3 separate regions of the Sus scrofa genome follow, and all the other regions are linked to region 1. The links are chromatin contacts, called in public promoter capture Hi-C maps. All regions are on one chromosome and are shown on one strand. The core of a region is the stretch at or near the end of the contact, and the rest is flanking DNA. Distances in the headings are between cores, read along the strand shown.

What was found. Promoter capture Hi-C pulls out the DNA fragments that hold promoters and counts their contacts.
Region 2: a contact with region 1 is called in a promoter capture Hi-C map of liver, with 2.6 times the contacts expected there. The contact joins the promoter of PSME4 here to the enhancer-like site in region 1. A contact is called at or near these places in 1 of 5 promoter capture datasets (liver), 7 of 47 Hi-C or Micro-C datasets (embryonic fibroblasts, heart right ventricle, liver and 3 more) and 1 of 2 datasets of contacts at active chromatin or transcription factors (skeletal muscle).
Region 3: a contact with region 1 is called in a promoter capture Hi-C map of liver, with 2.8 times the contacts expected there. The contact joins two enhancer-like sites. A contact is called at or near these places in 1 of 5 promoter capture datasets (liver) and 1 of 47 Hi-C or Micro-C datasets (embryonic fibroblasts).

Annotation. Positions count from the first base shown.
Region 1 is chr3:87,132,619-87,137,579 of Sscrofa11.1, reverse strand. The region is part of intron 2 of ACYP2 (acylphosphatase-2); the gene reads left to right. Among named protein-coding and RNA genes, the nearest start is that of ACYP2, 96 kb to the left of the region's middle. Within about 2 kb of position 2,634, at least 14 of the 83 cell types and tissues checked have an H3K27ac peak or open chromatin away from gene starts, as enhancers often do. A contact at or near this core is called in liver and omental adipose tissue, where this site is marked.
Region 2 is chr3:87,228,710-87,233,670 of Sscrofa11.1, reverse strand. PSME4 (proteasome activator complex subunit 4) reads right to left here and starts at 2,161. Exons shown (of 47, transcript XM_003125150.6): 1 at 1,664-2,161. The coding sequence starts at 1,905. ACYP2 (acylphosphatase-2) reads left to right here and starts at 2,295. Exons shown (of 5, transcript XM_021088229.1): 1 at 2,295-2,486.
Region 3 is chr3:87,203,800-87,208,760 of Sscrofa11.1, reverse strand. All of the region lies in intron 1 of ACYP2 (acylphosphatase-2), which reads left to right. Among named protein-coding and RNA genes, the nearest start is that of ACYP2, 25 kb to the left of the region's middle. Within about 2 kb of position 2,275, at least 1 of the 83 cell types and tissues checked has an H3K27ac peak or open chromatin away from gene starts, as enhancers often do. A contact at or near this core is called in liver, where this site is marked.

The sequences.
Region 1 (4,961 bases), core at 1,385-3,884:
TCCTTCTTTCTTTCTTTTTAAATTAATATACTATTTCTTTTTTAAAAAATGTATTGAAGTTAGTTGATTTACAATGTTTTAATTTCTGCTGTACAGTAAAATGATTCCATTATATATATATATATATATATATATATATATATATATGTATATACATTCTTTTTAAAATATTTTCTTAAATCTCATTGTAAGACAAAAACAAATAGATATTATATTAGGACTCTTGGTTGCAATGACAGAGACTTAATACAAGCTGGCTTAAGCAAAATATGAGATGTATTGCCTCATTCATCTGGGTGTTGGCCTCAGGGTTAACTTCCTTTGGAAACTCAATTGATGTCAGAGAATGTGCCGTCCTCCTTGCTTTTACACTGCATACAGGCTTTTTCTAAGGATGGGATTATAGTTGCAGACAGCTCTATGCTTATATCATTTTAGCCTAGGACGTCTAGAGGAAAGAGAACTCTTTGTTCTCTTTGATTTAGTTCTGTAGTAATCAGGGCTTATTTGATCTCCTTGATAGAAACCCAGTTTAAGTTGATTAAATAAAATATGTGAACATGTTGGCTCATGTAACTGAAAAGCCTGAGAAAGAGTGCTGCCTCAGGAACAACTAGATCCAGGGGCTCAGAAAATACCATTAGGGCTTGCTATTTATCTTTCGTCCCACTCTTTTTTGTTGGCTTCGTTCTCAGCAAAATTTCTCTGCCTCTTGTCAAAATGATTCATGGCAGCTCCAGGATTAAATGTCTCAGAAGTCTCATGAGTCTCAAAAAGAGTACAGTTGTCCCTTGGTATGCAAGAAGAATTAGTTCCAGGACCCCCTGCAGATAGCAAAATTGAGGATGCTCAAGTCCCTTATATTAAAATGATGTAATATCAGCATATAACTCACAAACATGGTCCTGTACACTTTATTTTTATTTTTTTTAGGTGTGCACCTGTGGCATATGGAAGTTCTCAGGCTAGGGTGTAAATCGGAGCTGCAGCTGCTGGCATATGCCACAGCCACAGCATCTCCAGGTCTGAGCTGTGTCTGTGAACCACACCACAGCTCACAGCAATGCTGGATCCTTAACCAACTTAGCCAAGCCAGGAATTGAAACTGCATCCTCATGGATCCTAGTCAGATTCATAACCACTGAGCCACAGCAGGAACTCCCTCCAGTACACTTTAAATCATCTCTAGATTACTTACAATACCTACCACAGTGTATGCTTTGTAAATAGTTGCCTGTAGGTAAGAAATTCAAGTTTTGACTTTTGGAACATTCTGGAATTTTTTCCTCTCAATATCTTTGATTCATGGTTGGTTGAATTCCCCGGTGTGGAACCCAGTGACTGAGGGCCAGCTGTACCTCATTTTTGATGTTTGCAACGAAGATTCTAAGGAAGACTTGGGCCTGGCTTGATATTTTGTTTATCTTTTAGCCGATCATGGTGGCATGGGAGAATGAGATAATCTGATCATTTAGGATTGGGTCACGTGCCACCAAGGCACAAGAATAGAGGAAGCTCTAACAAAACCACAAGGACTCACAAGGGAGGTGAAAAGTTTGTAAAAGAGAAAAAAGAGAGGGTGGATTCTTCGCCAACAGAAAGAACAGACATCAGTTACAATGTCATCAGCCCTCTGAGAACCAGAGTTGGGATTTGGGAGAAGGATGTTTCATATCAAAAGAGGAGGAGAGGGAATAATGATTGATAAAAAGGACAAATATCCACCAAGTCATTGTTTTCTAGATGTTGCTTCATGTATTTTTTGGCCATTTGTATTTGTTCTTTGTGTGTGTGTGTGTGTGTGTCTTTTTGTCTTTTTAGGGCCGCACCTGTGGCATATGGAAGTTACCAGGCTAGGGGTCCAATCAGAGCTATAGCCACTAGTCTACATCACAGCCACAGCAATGTCAGATCTGAGCCGCATTTGTGACCTACACCACAGCTCACGGCAACGCTGGATCTTTAACCCACTGAGCAAGTCCAGGGATCAAACCCACAACCTCATGGTTCCTAGTCAGATTCTTTTCTGCTGCACCATGATGGGAACTCCTGTATTTGTGCTTTTATAAGTTTCCCGTATGTTTTGTTGTGAAGGCAGCACTTCTGTTGATTTGCAGGATTTCCTAACATATTGACATTTAGCCTTTTCAGTTATTCATGCTGTGAATATTTTCACCAGTTTGTCATTTATTTCTTAATTCTGATATATGTATCAGAATTTTATATAAGAAAACAGTTTAAAATTTATGTGGATCCATGCAATGGTTATTATAATTTTATTCATCCTAAATATAGCACTAAAATGTTCAATGACTTACTCTGATTTAGTTTCCTCATCTGTAAAGTGAGCAATAACTTTTCTTCCTGTACTTATTATATAACGATAAAATAGCATTAATTTCTTTCAAAGTATAGACCTCAAGGTAGTGAGTACGAAATATTAGAGAACAATACTCTGAGTCAGTGCTGCCAGAGGATATTTAATGTCATCCCGTTGGAAGTACCACAAGTGATCCATTTATAGCTTGAAGTTACTTCTCTTGCCAAATAGAGCAGAATGAACTCTCTCCCCTTTATCTAGCTGGCCAAGGCATGCAGTGGGTGGAGGAAATGCTTTCGGCTACAGAGAACACAAATGCCAGAGCCTGCAGGTTAAAGAGAAAGAGAGCTACAGGCCTACAGAGCTAAACTGAACAGACCAAAGCCTGCCCCAGGTTGAACAAGAAAGCAGGCAGCCAGACCTTTCCTGATTGTAACTATAGGGACACCCTCCATTTGTGGTAATGCCTTGGCACTTAAAATGAACTTTGAGGAGTTCCTGCTGTGGCAAAACAGGTTAAGGATCCAGCATTGCCTCTGCAGTGGCATGGGTTCAATCCCCAGCCAGCACAGTGAGTTAAGGATCTGGCATTGCCACAGCTATGGTGTGAGTGGCAAGTGAGGCTTGGATTCAACCCCTGCCCCAGGAATTTCCATAGGCCGTGGGTATCGCTGGAAAAAAAAAAACCCGCAAAAAACCCCACAAACCTTTGAGGAGTTCCAAACACACAAATTAAGAACTCTCTGTAAGTAGAATTAGGGTTCTGGTACAAGCTGTGTCCTCATGCGGTCTACTGTGGGACAAGAGTAGCTTAATGCTTGGATGAAGATCAATAGAGTCTTGGAGAATCAGGATTGGATGAGAAAGAAACTACTCCTCTGATAACAACAACCAAGAGTTTTCATAAATTCCTTTTTGAAGGACTGGAAACTGTTATCAGATTCCTCTACTATGTACCTTTGATAGTTTATCACATTTACTTTTTTTAAAGAAATTTTATTTCTATACTAAATATATATGCTTTTTAGGGCAGCACCTGCGGCATATGGAGATTCCCAGGCTAGGGATCGAATCAGAGCCACAGCTGCAGGCCTATGCCACAGCCATAGCAACGCCAAATCTAAGCTGAGCCTGTGACCCACACCACAGCTCACCTCAAGGCCAGGTCCTTAATCCACTGAGTGAGGCCAGGGATCAAACCCGCAACCTCATGGTTCCTAGTGAGATTTGTTTCTACTGAGCCATGACAGGAACTCCTCTCACATTTATTTTTAAATTAATGTGTAGTAAAATATAGATACCAAAAAAGGTGTGCTTAATCATGGTCGATAAGCCTTTTTGTCATTTTTATGTGCAACTTTTCCACGTATTGTCATATAGAGATTTATGCAGTAACTGGTTTATGGGGCCTGACTGGCAAGCCAGATAAAATGTTCAGTTTTCCATGAAAATTACTGTTTGGGGCTTATTTTAGTTTGGGTATGCTGCACTTGATGAAAATCACTTTGAAAAGGATAAATTGTCATTTATCATAATCCCTTAGATTCAGGGTTCTCAACTCTGGTTAAACTCTAGAATTATCTGTGAGGTTTTAAAGAAAATGCTGATCTGGCCCATGTTAATTAAATTAAAATCTCCAGAGGTGGTTAAAAAAAAAAGGTACCCTAAGTGATTATAATGTGCAGCTAGATTAAAAGAGCTGACAGAACATTGCATAAAATGTGAGGTTTTAAAGTCAAGTCTTAGAGAATATTTTCATACACAATGGCACATGCCAAACTGAGGCGTGGTGAATAATTCAAGTAATCCCTCCCAAAACCACAGAGTTCTTGGCATATATCTAGTTGTTTGGGGGAGAATTTTTTTTCACTAGTCAGATAATTTTGAATGTTGTTTTTAAAATTTTTATTTTATTTTTTGTTTTTAGGGCCACACCTGTGGCATATAGAAGTTCCCAGGCTAGGTGTTGAATTGGAGCTGTAGCTGCCGGCCTACACCACAGCCACAATGCTGGATCCAAGCTGCCTCTGTGACCAACACCACAACTCAAGGCAATGCCAGATTCTTAGCCCACTGAGTGAGGCCAGGGATCGAACCCTCATCCTCATGGATTCTAGTTGGATTCCTTTTCGCTGTGCCACAATGGAACTCCTGAATGGTATTTTTTAAAATTCAGATATTTTGCAGGTGTTGAGATTATCTAAACTGGCAATGGGGTGGAGAGAGAGAATTTTATAAATGGGGCAAAAATGGAGACTTTATACATTTAAAATTTTTTCTTCTTTTCACCAGAGTTAGCTGTGTTAAGTTTATAATAATGCTCCTTTGCCCCTCCCCCTTGCTGTTGTACTTAACTGGCAAAATTCCAACTCTGGACATATATCTGTATCCCTGCACCTGTGCATGCAAGTGCTAAAGTTTATATTCCCTCAAAAGCTGATATTGAAACAAGAATTTTGGTTAAAAGAGTTGATTTGGGAAGTATAGATTATACTGGTTGAGATATGGAAGGGAGCACATCCAGTAGAGGGTGTATGATTAAGCCAGTCACCACAAGTAGCTACCACGAGGAAACTCTGGGCAGCAGTGCAAAACACAAACTTCAGAATTGTCCTACTTTGGCCTTTATAAACCATCACCT
Region 2 (4,961 bases), core at 912-3,411, 97 kb before region 1:
TGTTCACACACTGGTATGTTTATATACTGTGCATCTCAAAGGAGTTGTTTGGGTCCTCCCAAATAGTTATTCTCTGGAAAATCTAATCCAAATGATTAAAATGAGGAATTACTGGAACTGATAAAGTAACTATATTTTTATTGTGTCCAAGTAACACAAACCTAGGAGGCTCACTTGAAAAATCATGTGAATTTTAATCATTTATAAAATAGTCTTCTGTTCTGACAAAAGTGGTTCCTCTCCCTGTTGCATTTATTTTTCCCCAAGTCTCCTATGGATCCTAACACCACAAACTTTACACTCTAAACAAGAAAACTGCTAACCCTGACACTTCATGGCTACTCTCGGAAAAGGGCAAAGTAAGTGTTTCAGTTTTGTTTTATAATTAAAAGGGTAATTATTCCCAATATCACTGCCAGGTGAAGAGGAGAAATTTGTCAGAGGCTTCCTAATAACTGGCAGATAAGAATCATCCTTCTCTACAAGTCTGTAGAGAAGACTTGTATTACAAAACCCTGAGTCATCATCAGTTCACTCAGCAGATTTGGGTAAACACTGGTTAAGTGACTTATGCCTTGTGTGTTCACCCACTCAGCCATAAGCACGAACATACAATGCTACAGACTTTATGTATAGTTAATGAAACAAGATATAGCAACAATTTTTTTTAAAAAAAGTTCTTCTGGAAAAAAAAAAAGTTCTTCTGACACAGTGAAGACACATCTAGCAAATTAAGCCTCTAACCTTCCTCCAACTGTATTTTACTCGGTTTCCTCTAAATTTCAGTGGCAATATAGTTTGCAGCCAGTTTATGCAACAACAAAAAGTATCAAAAGAAGAACAGAACTGAAACGGATTTAGGTAATCTATAAGCAACTCAAAAATTAACATAAGCCCGATACCAATAACGCCCGGGACAGCCTGACAGCTCTCTTCTCTATTTTCCTTAGTACCGCTCATTTCCAAAGGAAATGTCACAACAGGAGCAACATACTCTTTCCCGAGGTTCTAAGACTCAACATTCTCAACATTAACGTATAGTACACAGCTCAAGAATGCGCTGACGGCTGATTTAAACCAATCCTTTCAATGAAATCCACGAAGGCTGAGAAGGCCCAATAAAGCAGAACCGTAAGTTCCCTACGGCCTTTTTCTCATTCAGAAAGTTAGTAGACACGAAATAAAGGACAGGAAGAGGCAGGGACCATGGGGGAAGAAAGAATCGAAGGCAACACCAGAAAAAGTCGAATTGCTCACCCAAAGACCAATCTTCTCCACTCGCCCCGAAGTGGGCAAAGGTCCAAGAAGGACCCTTGGGGGACCGCTCACCTCTTTCCCCTGGGAGCCCAAAGCCCTCTCGCTCCCTGAGGCCCCGAATGTTGGAAGACAACAACACGAAATCTTGGGGAAAAGCAGCTGCGGAGGACGTAATGGGCTGGTGAGGACCAGGGAGATCCCACAGGAAAGTGTTAGGGAACCTTGAGTGCTACCCAGGCTTCGGTCGCGGCCCTGGGACTACAGCACAGAGACGATCCGCCCTAACCGGACAGAGATGAGAGTGCAGGGGTCCGGTGCCCACAAAGAGCCGTCCCCCCGCCTCCCGCGGACGCCCTCAAACCAAGCCTTCGCCTCTAGTCCGTTCCGCAGGCCCTGGAACACTTACGTGGAGAGTTTCCTAGTCCAGAAGAGGCCCCCGGGCCACAGCTCTTGGAGCTGCACCGCCCGGCCCAGGTTGCTTTTGATCTGGGCCAGCTGCAAGTCGGATTCGGCGTCCAGCTGCTCGGCGTAGGGCAGCAGCTTGTTGTAGACGATCTCCTTTTGCGGGACGAAGCCCCGCGGGTTCGGACTTGGACGCCCGCCCGGTTCCGAGGGATCCCCGCCGCCTGCCCGTTCGGCCGGCTCCATGAGCCCAGGGACAACCCCCCAACCCCCTCCCACCCTAACCCTCCCCGGCCCCCACCCCTCTCCGGGCTCCGCCTCCTCCGCGTCGTCGTCGCCCTGCGGCCGCCGGCGGCCCGTAACCCTCTGCCCTATTGCTGGGCCCCCTCCCCTGGCCGGCGCGCTGCTGACCCCCGCGCGGTGCCCGGTTCGTTGGCGGCGGCAGCGGCCGCTCAGCCCGCTCCGCACCGGCTCGGCTGGTGACGCTGCAGCCGCCGGGCCCGGAGGTTCCGGACCGGCCTCAAGTCACTTCCGGGGCGGGGCGGGGTGGGGAGGGGCGACGGCGTCGGAGGAGGAGGCGGCCGCAGAGGCAGCCCAGCGGGCAGCGCCTTCCTCCCTGTGGGCCGGGCTCCGAGCCCCCACCCCTGGGCCTCAGCGGCCCAGCGCGAGGCTGTCCCGCCGGAAATCGAGTCCGAATTCCAAGTTATTGTCCTTCCTCGCCTAGGGTCTCGCACTGCTTGCGGCTGCCCTCAGGAACCGCTAGTCGCCGTGGCCTCCGATGAGACAGTCGACGTAGTGCCCCATGCCGAGTTTATGGAAAAACCTAGGTACTCTATCCGTCCCACTTGCTGCTTATCGATTTTTTAGTGACCCCTTTAAGCCCTTGTCTTTCTGGCATTCTTTTGGCCGCCCTCATTCCAAAGAAAAGAGTTCAACATTCAGCAAATATTAATTGAACTACTACTGTGTGTCAGACACTTATTTTAGGCCCTAGAGTTGGAAAGTTTTAGAGCACCTGGTTTCTGCGCTCCAGGGGCTTTACATCGCGTGGATCTCTTGATTAGAGAATATGCAATTACAAGACAATACTGCTAGATAAGTACAGAATGTCTTGGGAACACCTAAAGATGACTTCACACTGTATTTCTGGGAAACTTAAGATGGTTTCCTAGAAATTACATGTAGCGTTGAGCTTAAGGGTTAAGTGCCGAACCGATTAGAAAAAGAAGAGAGAGGAACATACATATATTTCAGCTGAGGGAGCAGCATAGGCTGCAAGCCTGCATTCCAGGAATTCAAAGTTCAGAATGACTGCAGGCGGTTAGTAGAGAGGGGAGTAAATTACTGAGACTGAGAAGGACATGCTAGGGAGTTTTTAGAGCTTTATCCTTTTTTAAAAATTTTTATTTATTTATTTATTTTTTTGGTCTTATTTAGAGCAGCTGCGGTGCCATATGGAAGTTCCCAGGCTAGGGGTGGAATCTAAGCTGCAGCTGCCAGCCTATGCTACAGCCACAGCAATGCAGGATCTGAGCCAAGTCTGCAACCTACACCACAGCTCACGGCAATGCCAGATCCCCGACCCCAACCAGGGATAGAACCTGCGTCCTCATGGGTACTAGTCAGATTTGTTTCTGCTAGGCCATGACAGGAACTCCTAGAGCTTTATCTTAAAGGCAACAAGAAGCTGAAAATTGATAAGCATAGAAGAGGCATTATATAATTTATGTTTTTGAAGAATCACTCTGGGTTTGTGTGGAGAATGGATTAGAACAGATAAAATTGGAAGCTGGTGGACCCTTTAAGGAGATGTGACTTAATGGTGGCGCTCATGTCCGTTGAAATGCCTGCGCTTGGTAGTTGACTGGACATGAAGAGTAAAACAGAGGGAATGAGTCAAGACAATGTCAGATTTCTGGCTTAGGAAACAGTATATGGTGAAGCCCTTGAATTAAGAGAACACAGCAGAAACAGCTATGGAAGCAGAATGCCTGAAGGATGGAAAAATATTTTGGTGTATGGATCAGGAGGGTCATCTGAAATGGGATATGGATTAGCATATAGGTAGAATGGAGGGAATGAGATATAGAGTATTGCTAAAAGATAAACAGGCGGGAGTGCCCATTATGGCTCATTGATAATGAATCTGACTAGTATCCATGAGGACTCAGTTTCAATCCCTGACCCCAGTCAGTGGGTTAAAGATCCGGTGTTGCTGTGAGCTGTAGTTTAAGTCACAGTCAAGGCTCTGGATCCTGCGTTGCTGCAGCTGTGGTGGTAGGCTGGCAGCTGCAGCTCTGATTCGACCCCTAGCCTGGGAACTTCCATATGCTGCAGGTATGGCCCTAAAAAGACAATAAATAAGTAAACAGAAGCATATTAAAAAATTTAAGAGTTTATTAGAACAAAAATTGGAATTGGGCAGTGGGAAACCAAAAGTTGTTGGTTCGAAGTGCTGACAGGAACCAGGGGAAAGACTTATGTAGAGAAGGTGCAGAAGCAAAGAAGCTCTTTCTGACTGGTTCTCCTTAGTGTTTAGTTTCATAATCTTGAGGCATTTACACACAGATTTTGGTTTGCTTAAGTAGGCCACAGAGGCATTAGAGCCTTATTAGTCTGATGGGTTCCTTACTTAATTAATTTAACAGTATGAAAAGAATAGAGCCCTTGACCAAATGCTAGGACTGGACAGAGAAAGAGGAAAGAGCTTACAAAGAATATTCACAAGAAGCAGTGTGAAAGGTAGGCATTCTAGGAAAGTGGGGTTTTTAAAAATCAGCATGCTTCAGATGGAGGAAGTGATTAACTATACCAAAGGTGACTGAGAGGTCAAAAGAAATGAGACAGGATAAGGGTTTATTACACTTATCAATGAAGCAGATAAGAATAATTTCAATGTAATGTAGGCATGGAAACCAGATTACAATGACAAAGAATGCATGGGAAGTAAATAAACAGAGACAGCAAATGTGGATAGCACTTTTTTTTTTATTAGTTTGGGGAGAACCAGAGAAAGCTAGGAAGGTAGCTGGAATGAAAAGAGGAATTTTTAAAGGTGGGATATATTTAAATACTGATGAGAAGGTGCCAATGGAGAGAGGTTGAAGGTATGTGGGCGAAAATGACAGAGAGTGGGAGAGTGTGGAGTCATTGGCCCTTAGCAGTAAACCATACTCTCCATCTGTTGTCAGAGGAAAGCAGGGGAGGACAGGTCCAGAAGCAGAAAGGTTTACAGATTTGGTGGCTGGAAGTTGGATTTCCTTCTGATGGTTCCATTTTTTTTTTTTTTTTCTTTTCTGTGA
Region 3 (4,961 bases), core at 1,026-3,525, 72 kb before region 1:
CAAATTATTTTTTCATATTGTCCAATCTTAGGTATAAGAGGGCTTGCAATGAGATAATGGCGCTGTTAATATACTTCAGTAATAAGATGCAGTCAACACAGTAAGCCTCCAAATGTGACCATAAATTCTCTCTCATTATCAAATTCCCAGGAAAAATTAAAATCTAAAGATTAAACCCCATTATAAATTAAAGCCTGAAGAAATTAATGCCTGAAGTCAAATTCTCTTGCCTTTGAGATTTTTTAACTTCAAAGAAATTGATGTCCAGAATTCATTCTTTTCACTTCATATTTTACTCAGTCTTAATAAGAGTATATAAGGCTTAAATAGGGTTGGAATTTTTTGTTAGCAGTTGTAGTTTGTGTGGAAATTGTATTATTTTAACATCGTCTTCCACCAAGTTTCTAGAGGGTCAAAAATGTCAGTAAGACTCAAGATTATACAGCACTGGCCTAATACCCATCAAATTTAGAAAAAGTTCTTCCACAGTCTCTAGTGTAGTTATTCCACGCAAATTTATGTTCGCAAAGCCCATTAATCAATGTTGTCAAATGCTAGGTCAGAGGAGTCAAGGAGTCAAATACTATGTCTAGAATCAGGGATGGGAGGGAGAGAAATTCTGAATTTTAGATTTACAAAGATGATTGATCTAAGTTTCTGAAATCCTTGTCCTCTGAACATAAAGTTAATTTGGAGATATTAAAGTTCATACTTTTAATTTTCTATTTCTAGGAGATAATTTCCTGTCCCTATCAACTTTTCTTTCAAGGGTTAACATTTAAGATAGATATTGTTGTCTTCCTGTGAAGCTTAGAAATTTTTAGAGTTTTGTAGATTATAGTCATGATAGTCTGGGTTATGCTGCAATGACAGAGAAACTCAAAATCTTAGTGGCTTGAAACAACAGTTTATTTTTCACTCATACAACATATCCATGTTGAATTGGCAGGGAGTTCTTTTCACACTGTATTCACTTAAGTAACTTGGATGACACAATCTCCACAGATTTTTCTGTAATCACCACAGCAAGAACAAGGGAATATGACAAGTTGTTCCCTGGCTCTTAAAATTTCTGCCCAAAAGTAGTGTGCATCTCTTTCATTCACATCTTTTCCATTCACATATCATTGGCCAAAGCATATTATGTGGCCTTCTAACTTCAAAGGGAACATGGATGGATAATTTTGCCTTTGAACTCCAAGTTCTATCCCCTTCATCAGTACATTTAGAACGAACTCTGTTTACTGCTAATACTGCTTATGTAATACTTTGTGAGCCAAAAAGTTGTCTTTGGCCATCAGTGACTGCTTTTAGTGACAGAATAGCTTAAACCAATGTTTCCCAAATTTGTTTGATCAGAATAATCACCTGGGTGCTTATAATTATTTAAAAACTAGGTGCAGGTATTAAAAAGGCTGATTCCTATGTCCTATTCCTGCAGAAATGATTCAGTAGATTTGGGATGAGGCCTAAGAATTTTTAAAAATACCCTCTGTTAGTCAAAGAAACCTCCTTCCTAACATAGATGTTTTGTCTTCCTGTTTTTGTTTTTTGGCAGCACCTGTGGCATGTGTAATTTCCTAGACTGGGGATAGAACCCACACCTCAGTTGCAACATGTGCCACAGTTGTGGCAACACCAGATCTTTAACCCTCAGGGCTACTTCCAGATGTTTTTAATAGACTTTATTTTTGGAGTAATTTTAGTTCACAGAAAAACTGAGTGGAAAGTCCAGAGTGTCCCCATACACCGCCTAGCCCCACACATTGCACAACCTACCCTACTGTCAACATTCTGCATCAAAAGAGTGCATTTGTTACAATGGATGAACCTACATTCACACATCATTATCACCCAAGTCCATAGTTTACCTTAGGGTTCACTTTTCATGTTGTACATTCTACAGGTTTGGACAAATGTATAATCATATGTAAGAACCATTGTAGTATTGTACAGCAATTTTTCATTGCTCTAAAAATCCTCTGTACTCTACCGGTTTATTCCTCTCTTCCCTTAATTCCCAGCAAGCATTGCTCTTTTTACTGTCTCATAGTTTTGCCTCGTCTACAATGTCATAGTTGGAGTCATACGATATGAGTTTCTTTTACTTAGTGTTAACGCATTTAAGATATGTCTATGTCTTTTCATAGCTTGATAACTCATTTCTTCTTTGAAGTGAGTAATATTCCATTGACTGGTTATACTACAGTTTGTTTACCCATTCACCTACTGAAGAATATCTTGCTGGCTTCCAAGTTTTGATAATTATTAATGAAGCTGCTCTAAGCATCTGTGTGCAGGTTTTTGTGTGAACATGAAGTTTTCAACTCCTTTGGGTAAATACCAATACCTAATGTGACTGATGGATGGTATGGTAAGAGTATGGTTAGTTTTGTAAGAAACTACCAAATTGTCTTCCAAATCATTTTACATTTCCAGAAGCAATGAATGAGATTTTCTATTGCTCCACATCCTTGTGTTGTCATTGATCTGGATTTTGGCCACTCTAATAGGTGTATAGTGGCATATCATTGTTTTAACTTACAGTTCCCTAGTGATATATTTTGTTGAGCAGCTTTTCATAAGCTTTATTGCTATCTGCATGTTTTCTTTAATGAGGTCTTTTATCAATTTTCAATCAGTTTGTAATTTTGAGTTCTTTGTATATTTTGGATAATAGTCATTTTTTTGTGTGTCTTTTGCAAGTATTTTCTCCCAGTGGCCTGTATTCTCATTCTCTTGACAGTATCTTTCATAGAGCATAAAATTTTAATTTTAATTAAATATAGTTTATCAATTATTTCTTTCATAGATCATGTCTTTAATGTTAAGTATAAAAAGTCATATTGGCTTTCCCAAGGTCATATTGGCTTTCCTTTAGGTTATCTTCTAGGAGTTTTATAATTTTGCATTTTGTATTTAGGTTTATAATCCATTTTATTTTTTGTAAAATATGTAAATATGTGTCTAGATTCACTTTTTTGGATATGGATTAAGTTGTTCCAGCTCAATTTGTTGGAAAGACTATTGTATTATCTTTTTCTCTTTGTCAAAGATCAGTTGACTGTATTTATGTGGATCTGTTTCTGGTTTTTCTATTCTGTTCCACTGATCTATTTTTTAAATTCTTTTGCCAATACCACACTATCTTCTTTTTTCCTTCTGGTTCTATTGAGATATAGTTGACATATAACTACACTGTCTTGATTATTCTAGCTTTATGGTAAGTCTTGAACTCAGGTAGTGTCAGTTCTCTGACTTTGTTCTTCTCCTTCAATATTGAATTGACTATTCTGCAGCTTTGCCTCTTTATAAACTTCAGAAACATTTTGTCAATATCCACAAAATAACATGCTTGGATTTTGATTGGGATTGTGTTGAACATATAAATCGATTTGGGAAGAACTAACGTCTTGACAATATTGAGTCTGCCTACTTATGAACATGGTATATCTCTCATTTATTTCTTTGCTTTATTTCATCAGAATTCTATAGTTTTACTTACACAGCTCTTTTACATATTTTGTTACATATAAGTATTTCAATTCTTTGAATGCTATTAGTAAGTAATATTATGTATTTAATTTCAAATTTCCTTTTTTCTTTGCTGGGAAATAGGAAAACATTGCCTTTGTATATTGACCTTATATCTTACAACCTTGCTATAATTGCTTTTTAGTTCCATGACTTATTTTGTTGATTCTTTTGGAATCTACATAGACACTCATGTCATCTGTGAACAAAGACAGTTTTATTTCTTCCTTCTCAATCTCAATACCTTTGATTTCCTTTTATTGTCTTACTGCATTAACTGGGGCTTCTAGTATAATGTTGAAAAGGAGTAGTAAGCTAGGCACATTCTTGACTTGCTTCTGATCTTAGTGAGAAAGATTCTAGTTTCTTACTTTTCGGTATGATGTTATCTGCAGGTTTTTTCTAGATGTTCTTTATCAAGTTGAGAAGTTCATCTCTATTCCTAGTGTGCTGAGAGTAGCATAGGTTTTTAACTTTTTGCATTTGTTTCAGCTGAATAATCAGCAACAGCAAATTCCAAAACTGCTGCTTTTGTTTCTAAAGCCTGTACTCTGAGGACTCTAGACTCTAGTGAGCATTAATACTGTTGCCAGATGCTCTGTGAGGCACTATGTTTCCTCTGTTTTGAATTTCATAAATTTCTCGGGTATGTTCCCACAGGGCACAGAAGTTCCTGTGTGCCCATATATAACCACCAAGTTGCCAACACTTCTTATAGTATTTTGTTCTCCTGAGTCTGAGGACAAACCAGGTTCATAAAGTTTAGTCCCTTTAATTTTGTCCATTCCCTTGAATACCACTAACAACTGAGAAAGTTAGAACTTGTTTTACTCTTTGAAGGGCATCCACAACTTGGCTTGTAGCTTAAAAGTAACAAGTGCCAGAGTTCCCATTGTGACTCAGCAGGTTAAGAACCCAACTAGTATCAATGAGGATATGGGTTCAATCCCTGGCCCTGCTCAGTGGGTGGAAGATCTGGCATTGCCGTGACCTGTGGTGTAGGTTGCAGACGCCGCTTGGGTCTGGCATTGATGTGGCTGTGGCATGGGCTGGCAGCTGCAGCTCTGATTCGACCTCTAGCCTGGGAAATTTCCATATGCCACAAGTGTGGCTGTTTCAAAAAAAAAAGAGAGAGTACATGAGTCTTGTTATTCTTGCGACTTTTCTGTGGGTTTGAAATTTTTCAGAATAGAAAGTTGTGGGGAAAAGCAAGCTCAGTAATAGCACTGGCAAGATGATAGGAAATTCTCTGGGGGTTAAGTTTTAATGTTTTACTTTGCTCACTGGCCAAAGGCTAGCTAAAGTATTTATATAGCATGAGCACTTAAAATGTGACTGTCTTCACAGAACAGTCTGTAAACTGTGAACTGTTTATTAAACTGTGAACTATTTATTTAAAGTTGCTCAGATGTTTCAACTAAATTTAG